Linked DNA regions of Mus musculus: region 1 is linked to region 2. Evidence: chromatin contacts called from public Micro-C data. All regions are on one chromosome and are shown on one strand. The core of a region is the stretch at or near the end of the contact, and the rest is flanking DNA. Distances in the headings are between cores, read along the strand shown. Region 1 overlaps Tmtc2 (transmembrane and tetratricopeptide repeat containing 2). Region 2 overlaps Tmtc2 (transmembrane and tetratricopeptide repeat containing 2).

Region 1 (6,107 bases), core at 3,009-5,508, 140 kb after region 2:
TGTCTCTATGTACTTTTTCATTCTTAAAGGCATGAAAGGACTAAGCCTTTGAAGTTCTATGAGTACTTAAGTTTCATTACAAAAATGCTTTTCTCAATAATCAAATACTTTTAAAGGAACTTTATTAATAGTTTGGTCTATTCCGGTCAGTGAGACAGTTTTATTTCATTTCTTCTCCTGACTCTGTTTTTCATTATAATTATTACTATCATTATCATCATCATCATCGATTTCTGAGACAAGGTTGCTTTGTGTAGCCCTGGCTGGCTTGGAACTCACTTGGTAGACCTGGATGGCCTCGAACTCAGAGATCCACATGCCTCTGCCTCCTAGGTTCTAGGATTGCAGACATGCATTACCACTGACCAGCCAAGTTCTTTTTTTTTTTTTCTCCTACTCAATACACAATGGGCTGAGAAAGAAGATGAACACAGACTTACTCTACCCTATGGAATCCCAACTTCATTTCTGATCACTTCTCTCACATTAGCCTGAATTCATTTTGCTCTCTTTCTTACAAGGCTGTTCATGTTTGTTCTAATGTTTTTCTAAATCACTGTTTTAGAATTGTTTTAGTCCAGCCTGTCAGCTGTGAAATACAACAGTGGTTTTCTTCTTGACATCACTGATAAGTTTAATATTTTATATAATATTAACCTCTTTTGAAAAGTTGTCACCTTTCCTTTGACGTGCCATGATAAATTACTGGAGAAATGGAACTCTCTTTCATGCTTATAAATCTGGCTGCTTAATTACGTTGTACCATAGTTACAGAGGAGTCTCACTTAGAACAAAAAGTCACAAGTGTCAACTTTCACACAGAGACTTAGATTTCAGGTACGCTTTCAGTTATTTCCTGAACAAAATAGTGTTCTTAGTATATATGCATATGTGTACACACACACACACACACACACACACACACACACACACACACACAAGGTTTTCCAGGCTAGCCTGTGCTACACAAAGACTCTTGATTCAGAAAGGGAGAGCTATTCAGAGATTGACCAATACAATACACATCATAGCTAATAATGAAATGTCAAAAGCTTTTGAGACAGGATTTGTGAAAGCAATATGTGTATTAAAACATATGATGTTGGAACCAATCAGTTATGTTTACAGTAACCCAAGAAGGAAGAGAACTCATTAAACAGTGCAGAGAACACTGTTCTGAGAACAGGTTCTTATGTATAGCTTTTATATAGGTATCAGTGTAAAAAAAAAATGTCATTTATTTTGGGAAGCACAAATTCAGGATTCCGAATGACCAGAGAGTTATACATCTGAGAATCACTATATGGCCACCATTTATAGCTACATTCATGTTTGCATAAGCAAAAAGGAACTAAGAATCCACATTAGCTTGTGAAATTTTCATCAGGTTAGCATAAACTGCTTAATGGCTCATAGTTTTAGAAACTTTCATTGGAACAACCAAAAATTCCAGTCATAATGTTTGCTAAAGGGTGCCAAGGGCTCTGGCCTTATTTATTATTTATATATCTGCTTAATGTTTATATATTTATTGAGTCAGGGTCCCATGGAGCTTGGGTTGGCATTGAATTGTGTAGCCAGGGATGACCCTGAAGTCAGATGCCCCTCCAGGTTTCCCCCCTGAGTGCTGTGATCACAGGCCTAAGATACCAGGCACGGTTCACGTGGTGCTGGGTTTCCCACAGAAGGCTTTGTGCATGCCAGCAAGCATTCCACAAGCTAAGTTACACTGTCCATCTCAGAGGACTGTTTAGCCAGGAACTTAAAATTTTTAGTACCTTTTTGTAGGTGTTTAGTGTTTTAGCTGGCAGGATTGCATAGATGTTACCGCTCATTTTTTACGTTTCCACATTCACGTTAACAATAATGCTTGGTCTGTGATAATGATCGCTTTCTGAATAGGAAGTTTGTAAATAGTTGGGTTTTGAACCCAGAGGTGATGAGGGTGAGATGCTGAATGGTCCCACAGAAGGAAAAGCTCTTAAAACTAGGAGGTCACAGAAACATCATTTCATTTCAAAAGCCAATAATATATTTATCTATGCTACCTCCATGCTGCCCACTTATGTAGCAGGTGATGCTATAGATACTAGAGAGAAGAAACAAAGAAGGGGTCTGGAGAGGCCAAACTCATAAGAGAGAATGACCATAAACTAGGAGAAAGAAGAGACACACTGTACAGCCCTGGGAGCCAAGGTGGCAGATGACAATGCTGTCAAGTTTCACACAGATGGAGGTGAGGGGGACAAAGAGCATCAGAAACAGCCAGAGGCCAAAGAGGAAGAAATCATGCATTTACCTGCTTTGGAGTGAATTTTAAAAATGCTTTTTGTGAGCAAATATATATCAATTGGTTGACAAAATGTACTGCATGAAATAAAAAACAAATCTTTCAAATCCAGTTATGTCGTGTCCATTGCAACAACCACCGTAGAGAATTGTCCCTGCTTAGCCCAGGAATGCAAAATCATTGTGAAATCTCCAATAGACAGTTATCAACCATGCCCAGGAGTTTTTGATATTATCAACCACAGACGGAGACAGGACTTGTCATTTTACAGTGTTTCAATCAGCATCGTGTCTCCCCCATGCAGATTTAAAGCATAAATTAGCCACACAGTCACTGGGAGATGCATCACCCATTTGCATCCAATCAGCTAATGACTGGCAGCTGTCTGCAGGAGCCATGATAAAGGCAGCAGTTTTAAAGTATAATGCTTCATGAGGCTTAAAATCATATTCTGTAAGAACACATGGCAGACTGAAGTACTCGCAAATTTTCAAAAGCTTTCAAAGGAGGAAGGAAAACAGCCTCAATGTGTAGTCTCAGAAATTATTCTGAAATACTGGCTTTAAAGGGTTTCTAATCTTTTGCTAGACTTAAGTAATGTGACAAATTGTCAGGAGGCTTTTTTTCATAAGATTCTTCTCCATCTCATAATTGCTGAGGAAGTAACTGAAGTCAGAATTAGGAGCACTTTACAAATAGGAAAAAGAAAAAAAAGAAAAAAAAAGGCAGCAAGAAACCAGAATTGAAAGACTTTTGTTCATTTCAAAATGGAAGCCCATTTGACAGTCCTGAAATACAAATGACCTCCATTCCCAGTCCTACCAATCATTTTATAAAGTATCCTTCTCGGTATCTCTCTCACCCAAAGAGAAAAAGTTTACATTTCCTTATTGCCTGCTTGAGCATTCTGCCTCTAAACTGAATATAAAACTCAAGAAGAATGACTACCATATTTACCTTTCAAGTGTCCTTTATCAAAAGCTTTCTCTCTAGTAGGCATGGTCTTTATTGTATAAATGGTATTTATGCCTTGTGTGCATACGTGAATGTACATGCTTATGTGGAAGGAGTACATTCATGTAGCATGCTTATGGAAGATTGAGCTTAACACCATATATCATCCTCAGGAGCACTCGAAACCATCTTTAGGATAGAATCGATCATTAAGCTATACTCTCTGGCAAGCATGCTTCAGGGATCTTCCTGTCTCTGTGTCCCATTACAGGGATCACAATGCATTCGTTACCATGCCTAGCTGCTGTGACATGGGTTCTGGGAATGACACTCATGTCCTTACACTTATGAAGCAAGCACTTCACTCCCTCAGGCATTCTCCTACCATGTTGAATTTTCAAGTGCAAAAGCCCCCAAGTTTCTTCCATCCCATCTTACAGTCTACACAGATAATACACAGACAGTGAGCAACATCATTGTGAATGCCATGAGAAACAGGAAGAAAGCGGAAGATAGGGGATGCTGCGTAAAGAGGCATGGCTGTCATCTTCAATGGGGCTTGATAAGTCCACATCAAGCATCTTACTGACAGTGGCACCTTCATGTGAGACCCAAGGAAGATGCAGAGGAAGATGCAGTGCAACACACTGGGGATATCTGAGAAAACACACTCCACACAAAAGCAACGACAGAGACACAGGGGTCAGAGTTTATCAGCCAAATAGAAGGCATCAGAGCAGCTTGCAGGGCTGGAACTGAGCACAGGAAGGCAAAGGAGCTAGATATACGCATCTTCTCTGAGATTCTGTGGTTTTGCTTGTAAAGGAAAGAGAAATGAGTAGAAAGCCGTGGTGTATGGAGTGCCTTGTGGGTCCTGACATATTTCCATAGGGTCACTGGGATGGTGGTTAAGTGTAAGCTACTATAAAGGAATCAGCATGTCAGCTCAGACAGTAATGATCTCCTTTGTCCCGACAACAGGAAAACTGATGCAAACCGAGACTCGGAAATACCAAGCTGAAACACTTCCTGGAAACTTGCAGAAACAGGCAAAGCCAGAGAGAGCCTCAGAGGTGAGCTGCTCCAGAGCAGAAGCCTTGAGGGTCAGCAAATTACACCAAGGAGGCGCCTGGCAATTCTGCTCAGTTGGCTTAGATCTCACGCTCTCGTGGCTCAGGTAACATAATAGAAGGGTGTGCTGTGTTAACTTGACTCAACCTGGAGTCATTTGGGAAGAGGAATCTCAGCTGAGAAAATGCCCTCTGTCAAGCCTTCTGTGCATTTTCTTAATCAGTGATTGATGTAGGTAGTCCTGGCCCATTGTGAGTAGTAGTTCCACTCCTGGGAAGGTAGTCTTGGGTAAGTAAGAAAGCAGGCTGAGGAAGCCACTGGAGTGCAAACCAGCAAGCAGCATTTCTCCATGGCCTCTGTATCAGCTTCTGCCTCCAAGTTCCTGCCATGACTCCCCTCCGTGATGGACTGTGACTTGGATTTGTGAGACGAAATAAACTCTTTCATCTCCAAGTTCCTTTTGGTCATCCCCGCACCAGAAACCCTAACTAAAGCAAAGAAGACTAAATCGGGAATTTACACACAGCATCTGCTGTGCAAAGGTCTGCTTTCTTGTAGAAAGGAAGAGGCCACAGCCTGTCCAGATGCAAGAGAACATCTGGTGGCTTGAGTCCCTTCCAGTGTCCCTGTCTCAACAGGAAGTGGGACAGGGGAAAAGAAGAGAGAAAAGATAATGGTAATAAAAGCTGAGAGTCAATCATAAGATAACATAACACCTTCTGAGATATATAAAAGCACCCAGTGTTGCATTAGATTATACCAAAATATTAACATGAACAAAATAAAGTCTGAGTCTTTAGGGAGTCCTGAAGACAGGGAGACAAAATGCAAAGTACACTAGAGGAAGTTGACACCTCTGGGGGCCTAAGACTCTAGCACACATTATATATAAAATGAAAGTATTATCTCAATGAACAAAATGTCTCACAGAGAACTCTCCATTTGTGCTATAAAATACACCATATCTGGCATAAAATAAAAAAATACAAGGCATAATGAATGATCCAGTAAACACAGGGGAGCAATTCAGGTAGGAATCTTTTAGTAATACGCTAGTGTAATGGTTCTGAACCTGTGGGTCGCAACCCCCAGCCCCACCCCAGAGGGGTGGTCACGTATCAGATATCCAGCATATCAGATATTTACATTACGATTCATAACAGTAGCAAGATTACAGTCATGAAGTAGCAACAAAAATAATTCTGTGGTTTGGGGGGGGGGGGTTGGTTGTCACCACAACACGAAGAACAGCATTAAAGGGTTGCAGCCTGAGGAAGGTTGAGAACCACTGGTCTCGTGAAGGATGACGACAGCTGTGCCTATGGACATAAGAGTGGAGGAGGTACAACACGGTCAGAGGCTGGAGATATTACTGAAGACACAGCATGAAGGAATTACAGGTGGAATGGGCATGTACTGACAACGGAAGAGAGGAGGCACAAATAACTCTTGGCTTCACAGTCAACTACCGGGAAAACGGACTGACCATCCAGTAAAATGATGGACAGCAGTAGATAAGGCTGGAACTTAGTCGACGGGGTCTTAGAGTACTTTTACTAGTTCTCGTCAGCTAAGCAATCATTCGCCTACTCTTGTGAAAATACTTAAAGCATATGCTGCTAATCAGGGGCTGTGAAGAAAGCATGGGCCAGTGGCTTATGAGACAGCTTACAATAGTGATGATGAAATGAGCAGGCATTTTAACTACACGACCAAAACAATGGGTTCAAAATTATCACTGTCAGGCATCAAATAGTTAATGCTGAAAACGACCTATGTGGTTAAAAAAAAA
Region 2 (6,800 bases), core at 2,611-5,110:
AATTCACCATGAAAACATGAATTGTGTGTTTATAATGAATTGACATTTTAAACTTGTATAAAGGAAACCTTTATCTGGTAGGATAATCCAGGACAACAGTTGACCTTGTTCATGTTGAAGACACCAGTGTTCTAAGCATGTACAAAAATGCCAAACAGATGAAAGAGTGCTTAAGTTTCAGTGTTAGTGCAACTAGTGGAGTCTGTCCTCTGATTAGGTACAAACACTCTAGAAGGGTAAGCCTGAGGCTATGAAGAGAGTTGGTGAGTTAGTGGTACCCCAGGAGGAAAACATATTCCTCGAATTTGAAAAGAAGCATAATGATTTCCATTCCTGTATGTTGTACAACATGCTATGTACATGCACATAGTTATCATGTAGCTGTAACCCTGCTACTCTGAATGTACATATAAAACATCATGAGCATCACACGGAAGTGACACACCATGTACATTCATTTTTTGTTAGCTAAATACCATGCATTTTCAGAGAAAGCTTAAAAACAATATGAAAGGTTTTCACACTGGTGCTCAGTGACTTAAATGGAATACATTGGGAAACAGTGTTTGAAAAAGTCATAGGAATTATTATAATTATAAACTGAAAATTCAAAACAAAATCCTTTGGATATGTGTTTTTAGACATTTCTCAAACACTGAAATGAAAAGAGAAAGACATCTTGATAATAAAAGTATGACACTCAGAAATAGTGAGAGACAGGAAAGTCCAGCCTCCTAGAAGAGAAATGAGGAATACACACACATGAACAGGCAAGCTGTTACAGAAGCAGCCAAAAATGCTATCTAAAATAAGAAGCAAGCATGTTTGCTCTTCAGAATGATAAAAAAGATGGATATTATTCATACGCAGTAATCATTCTGGTGGGATTACAAATTACCCTAAATATTTTTAAAAGTAAATTTGCAGCATAGCAACTATTCAAATTAAAATGTTCGTCTTTGCCTCACCAATCACTCATTTAATATGTTATCTTAGAAGAAAACCTGTAGAAAAATATAGGTAGCTTTTTGCAGCACTGTGAAAACAGTAAACAAAAACAAAAACAAACCAAACAAACAAAAAAACCAAGTTAAATAAATGTTCATTGCTAGGAAAAATATCAACAAAATGATAGCAATACCTCACTTATCTCACTGTTCTCTAACCTGGACTTTGGTTGTGTTCCATGATCTGAAATGGCTTATGTAAATGATATTTGTACATAGGGGAAGTTAAATAAGGCAACTTGGGTTTTAGGGCAGGTCAGGTTGGGCACTGGTATGTATCAGTGACTCACAAAGAACCTAGATACTTAAGTTGAACATGGACGTTTGCTCTGAAGCCTCCCTAATATCTATGGGCGTGACCAAGTTTGGTCATTGACATTGACATGAAAAGCAAGATGAACCCGACAGTCACAGTCTGCTGAAGTCTTGGGATATCTGCCTTGTATCTGAGATATTTGATGCAATATCTGGAATATTAGGTAGAAGAACAATGTGAACTTAATGTGGGTGAGAGCTGTGGACTAGAGTTACCTCCTCAAACATCTCTGTGACACACACAAGACTATGGGCCTTAGAAGGAAGAGACAACTTGTGTGACAGCAGGATCATTCTTAGGATCAAGAAAGGGGGGGGGAGTGCTGCACCTGGGATGGAGGTGGCAGGGAATGCTCTAAGACACAGAGACAGGATGCTTCAAAGATGTGAAGGAACTGAGGTTGCTTCTTGTTTCATTGCCCACTTGGATTACGGTCAGGAACTGCTGACAGACAAGATCAAGTTTAGAGGTTAAATCTGTAAAATGGCTTGCACTAAGTTAACTGTACGATTTTAAATGCAAAGCAGGAGAATCGGCACTTTCAATATTAAATTACAGCGAATGGGTTTTCTCTCAAAAGGGTATGAACGTGACACTCATACCAGGATATGATGTTAGAAATAAGTATATTTCACCGAGTTTCTCAAAGTGTAATTGGCTTCATTCTTTTCTCCTTCAGCAGTCACATGGATTTAAGCAATATCTCTATAATACAAACTACATCTAGGGAAGTGGGGCTAGATACAATTTAACTTTTCTAGTGCTTCTGAATATTAGATATCTTAATGTCACACTTAAAACACCAAGGCCACCATGACAATCTTCTGGAATAGTAAGATTGTTCAGCGCCTTTCTGACTTCATTACTAATATAATGTGCTGTGAAAACGGAGACAGAAAAAAAATGCTGAGTGGAGAGGAAGAGATGCTATTTCTCACTATTTCTATCACAATTCAAACTGGGGGCCCTGCCGGCCAACTGCAATCTTAGCCTGTGTGCACTGACTCTTGAAAATGTGGGGTGTGAAGAGATCATAGGCAGAACACCCCGCCCCCCCCGCCTACCACCACCTAACATAAAAGTAGGCCAGGTTGGTTGCTCTTTTTCAGCCCTCAACTCCAGCAGGTTCTCCTGTTAATCCACAAGCCAGGCCTGCCAGAGAACCAGGTAGGCTGCCTGCAGACCTTCTCTCTGCCCCTGACCCCAGTTCCAAGGCTCCAACTCTCATCCCCAGCTCTGTAGCAGAACACCCGTATCAGGTAGCTCAGTCCAACTCTTTGATCTTTTAACTTTTCCTCTTCCCAGTTTTTGCTTTGTCCCAGACTCCAAGCCCAGCAGGCAGGCACCCCTTGACTTACCCAAGGGCCATTCCTTTCAAGGCAAAAGGTGGATCGACACCTGTCCTGCTGCTCCTGAGACATGTCCCACCCCCAGTCTCATCTTGGAGATTGTCTCTTTGAGACAATATAGTTGAAAGGGAGCACTTACTGGATATTATCTTTCAAGAACTATAACTTTGCTTAAAAAAAAAAAGGAAATAATACAAAAAGAAAAAAAAAAGAAGTACCATCCTTTATTTCTTTGGATTTTCAGAATGATACTTTGACTCAGGTACGACTAATGGCCAATTGACTGATACAAGAGGCTTTTTAAATAAGAGTCACAAAGTCACATAGCACGTAGTTAAATCAGAACTGGGTGGTAGCCACAGAGTCAAGCAAAGACCCATGGTCCTCAAGCTTAACCATCCATTAAAATCACCCAGGGCCTTCCCAAACCTTGAATTCGGGACGTCTGAGTGTGAACAAATAAACTCAAGCGTTTGGTTACAATTTAGATCTTGGCATATTGCAGACCTTCCCAGGTGATTCTAACGTGCACTAGATAGAGAGCGGTTGTGTTACATAACGCTATAGGTACCTTTTCAATTCCTCACATTTGCTCTCAAGGTTACTAACAGGGGTTAGATCTGAAAATCCACAGTGAATAGCAGGACTTTACTCTTGCCAATTTTGCCTGTGGTAGAAAATGTATCAGAATTGATTGTGAGGAGGAAATGATAGATAAGTTAAAACAAAGCGTCCCAGTGTGGATGTAGCATCTTGGGTTTATTTAATCAATGTCAAAGCCTACTTTCTTGTCAATTTTAATTGGGTAGTAAATTCTCCATATTACTTCTAGAAATCTTTGAGGATTTTTGTAAGAGGTCTTATAGGAGTTTTGCAAAACAAAGCTCAAAAGAGATGGTTAACTGCGAAAATGCTAGCGTGCAGGGGGTATGAAATGGTTCACCAAGTGTCAGTGCTTGTCGCTCACACCTGATGATCCTATAGGCAGATGTAATGGCTCTTATCTGTAACCCCAGGACTCCTACTGCAAGATGGGGTTGGGAGACAGAAAAGTCAACTCTGGTGTCTATGGGGCAGCTAGCAGGAGGAAACAAGAAGGGCGGTTCTTCCTTATCATGGGAGAAGGTAAGAGCTGATTGTTGAAAACTGCCCTCTCAGCTCAAAAACGCATATCACACACACACACATGTTAAACTTAATCAATAAAATGATTTTAGATGCCAATTCCTGTCCTATTTTACATGGAACTTTATTTTTCAGAGACATATAAGGAATATTTTCAAGAAATAAGAGTCGTTACTCTTGAAATGGTTGAACGACACCATTATTTCCAACAGAGTTTTATGAATCTGATTTAAAAAAAAAAAAAGGAAAAAGGAAATAATACAAAAAAAAAAAAAAAAAAGAAGTTCCAAAGAGAAACTTTAGAAATGAAATGATCTGTAAAGCTATGGAAATGGACTGCGACTTAAATTAAAAAAATAAAACAAACCAAAATAAAAATATCTTTGCTGTCTCTCCAGGGCAAATAAAAATCTATTACATAAAGGTTAGGACAGATAAAAGAGAATGCTGGGTAAACAGGATCCATTGAGAGGAGCGAGAACAAACATAGTTTATAAGGATGTTTTCTCTAAGGCACAGTTAGTAAAATGCCATCATATTCTGGGATTTTTCTCCCCACATCTTTCTTCAAGGTTCTCCCACCAAAGCAACTCACAGGAAAAGTCCTCGCATATGTAAATTGGGCAGGGGATTAAAACATAGCTCATTTTCAAAGTGTAACTGCTGATTCAATGGCCCTATTACAACTGTATGGAGTCCCCAGGTTACATCCCCAGCACCTTAGAAACTTGGCAGGCTGTATTCTAGTATTTAGGGGTGGATGCAGGAGAATTGGATGCTCCTTAGGTCCATACACAATATAAGGACACCCTGGGTTAGGCTCTGTTTCAAAAAGAAAAGAAGAGACAGGAAAAAGGAAAAGAAACAGAAAGAAACAGGAAGGAATTCAATAAATGATAGAGCCGCAGCTCAGTGCAGGTCCTGGTTTCCATTGCAGTCCCTGACACCACATATAATCAGGCATGGGAGTGGGCATGTAATCATAGCTCCCTGGAAGTAGAGGAGGAAGGATTTTTTTTTTTCACATATGATGTCAGCTTGGTCTTCACAGTGAGTTCCACGACTCACTCACTATGATTTCGTTAACTAAATCAAGACCTTACCATCAGCCCCCTCCACATAGCAGATGCAAATAACACTCTGGCCCCCGAAATCCTACTGAACAGATGTACTAACTGGCCAGCCACACAATGGGCTAAGGCTAGCTTATAACGTGCATTCTCACAGAAGGCAAGTATGATTCGCCAGCCAGCAACTTTAATGTCTATAGTTCTTTCTTCCCTCCTCCTTCCATCCCTTCTTTCTTTCCTCCTTCCCTCCCCCTGTTTTTCTTTTCTTCTGTCCCTTCTTCCCTCCAAACTTTTCCCCCTTCCTTCTTCCCTTCCTCTCTCCCTCCCTCCTTCTTTGATCTTAAATTATAACCTAGGTTGGCTTTTGAACTCACAAAAAGCCAAAGTTAGTGTCTAGTGAGTGATCTTTCTGTTTCAGGCCCCCAGGGCTCTCAGACACAGGTGTGAAACGCCTCAGAGAGCTCACAGTCAAGTTATTTCTCTTGTAGAGTATAGGATTATCTCTCCTTCCAGCTCTCAGGAGGACACTGCTATTCAGAGCTATCAGCTGGATTTCAGTCCCTAGTAAACTTTCCTTCTCATGCCCATGTCCTATGGTACCTCTCATGTTTGTCATTTCCTCCTTACCTGGAATTGTTCCCTTATTGTGGCTACAAATTTCAAAATAGGTCACTCATTGACATTTACAAAGGGAAATAAACTATGATTTCTAGATTTTTTCTCTCTCATAAAGCTGACTAATAAGTATTAAAAGAGTTGGCTCATTTTCCTATCCTAATTTCATATAGATAAAGCATAGATATATATACACACATATGTATATATGTATACATACACATATATACATATAAAATATGTGTATATAAAATTGCTGCACTAGAATGTTTCTGTATTTTTTAAGAGTAAAGAAATCTTGTATAAGGTAAATTGTCTACTGAAATGCAGACATGCTCTTTTGGGTTTAATTGTTAAAAAAAAAAAAAAACTGGCCAATTTAAAGTCATCTATGAGAGTAACAAAATCAACCTTTGTCATAAGAAGCTATTTTTTTCAAGAGTGGTATGAGGTTTTTAAAGCATGTTTTCACCAGACCATGCTGTTCTAGCTAATAATATAAAAGTATATTCTGTTATGCATGCATAGGCCTACAGATGACACCTAAAGACTTCTGCTTCTTCTGCTAGATTTGTTATGGTTTCTGCTATGGACTGAATTCCAGAAACGGAACATCAAACAGGAAACCAAGCCATGTGAATAAAGCTAGATCTCCTGAGGATAAATTCATTTTCAGTTACGTGGGTTTGGTGGCACGGTCCCCTAATTCCAGCACGTGAGAGGCAGAGGCAAGACGATCACACTTTAAGGCCATGCAGAGACCCTTGGGGGGGGGGGGAACACTTAAAAGTGGCACTGACTCCACATTCAATTTCCCACAAAAGTTCCTGATGGTGAAAGACAGAGAAATGCCAAAGACTCAGCGGAAACATACAGTGGCTAAGGAGAAAGAACCTCAAGTTTCTTTATTCAGCAAGAGTTAAATAATCATCTCATTTTTGAGATCCTCTTAAAAAATCACTTGAATTTCCCTTGAAGTACACCGTGAAGTTCCTCATCTCAGGGTGTTCTTGGCTGTCGGTTTGGCTATGTTGTGGTTTAATTGCCAGCTATGTAAACGATCACCACGCTGGTGCTGAGCATCCCAGGCTGTGGTTGGCTTCTACTTCCTAGGCCAGGTTTCATTAAGGGACAAGAGGATTTGCATGATATATTTAAAACATTACAACTGCACTCCACTGCATAAGATGTCTACACTACGAAACATAGGAAATAGAACACATTGGAGAGTGATCTCCTACTGTGGTGGTTTAAATATGCTTGGCCAAGGGAGTGGCACTAATTGGAGTTGTAGCTTTGTTGGAGTAGGTGTGACTTT

Evidence for each region. Hi-C and Micro-C count contacts between places; a contact is called where the count stands out from the background.
Region 1: a contact with region 2 is called in a Micro-C map of the G1E-ER4 cell line, with 2.2 times the contacts expected there. The contact joins two enhancer-like sites. A contact is called at or near these places in 3 of 484 Hi-C or Micro-C datasets (the G1E-ER4 cell line, embryonic fibroblasts and embryonic stem cells).

Annotation. Positions count from the first base shown.
Region 1 is chr10:105,362,008-105,368,114 of GRCm38.p6, forward strand. All of the region lies in intron 3 of Tmtc2 (transmembrane and tetratricopeptide repeat containing 2), which reads right to left. Among named protein-coding and RNA genes, the nearest start is that of Gm46241, 91 kb to the right of the region's middle. Within about 2 kb of position 4,259, at least 5 of the 459 cell types and tissues checked have an H3K27ac peak or open chromatin away from gene starts, as enhancers often do. A contact at or near this core is called in the G1E-ER4 cell line, where this site is marked.
Region 2 is chr10:105,219,386-105,226,185 of GRCm38.p6, forward strand. All of the region lies in intron 11 of Tmtc2 (transmembrane and tetratricopeptide repeat containing 2), which reads right to left. Among named protein-coding and RNA genes, the nearest start is that of Gm25422, 82 kb to the left of the region's middle. Within about 2 kb of position 3,861, at least 1 of the 459 cell types and tissues checked has an H3K27ac peak or open chromatin away from gene starts, as enhancers often do. A contact at or near this core is called in the G1E-ER4 cell line, where this site is marked.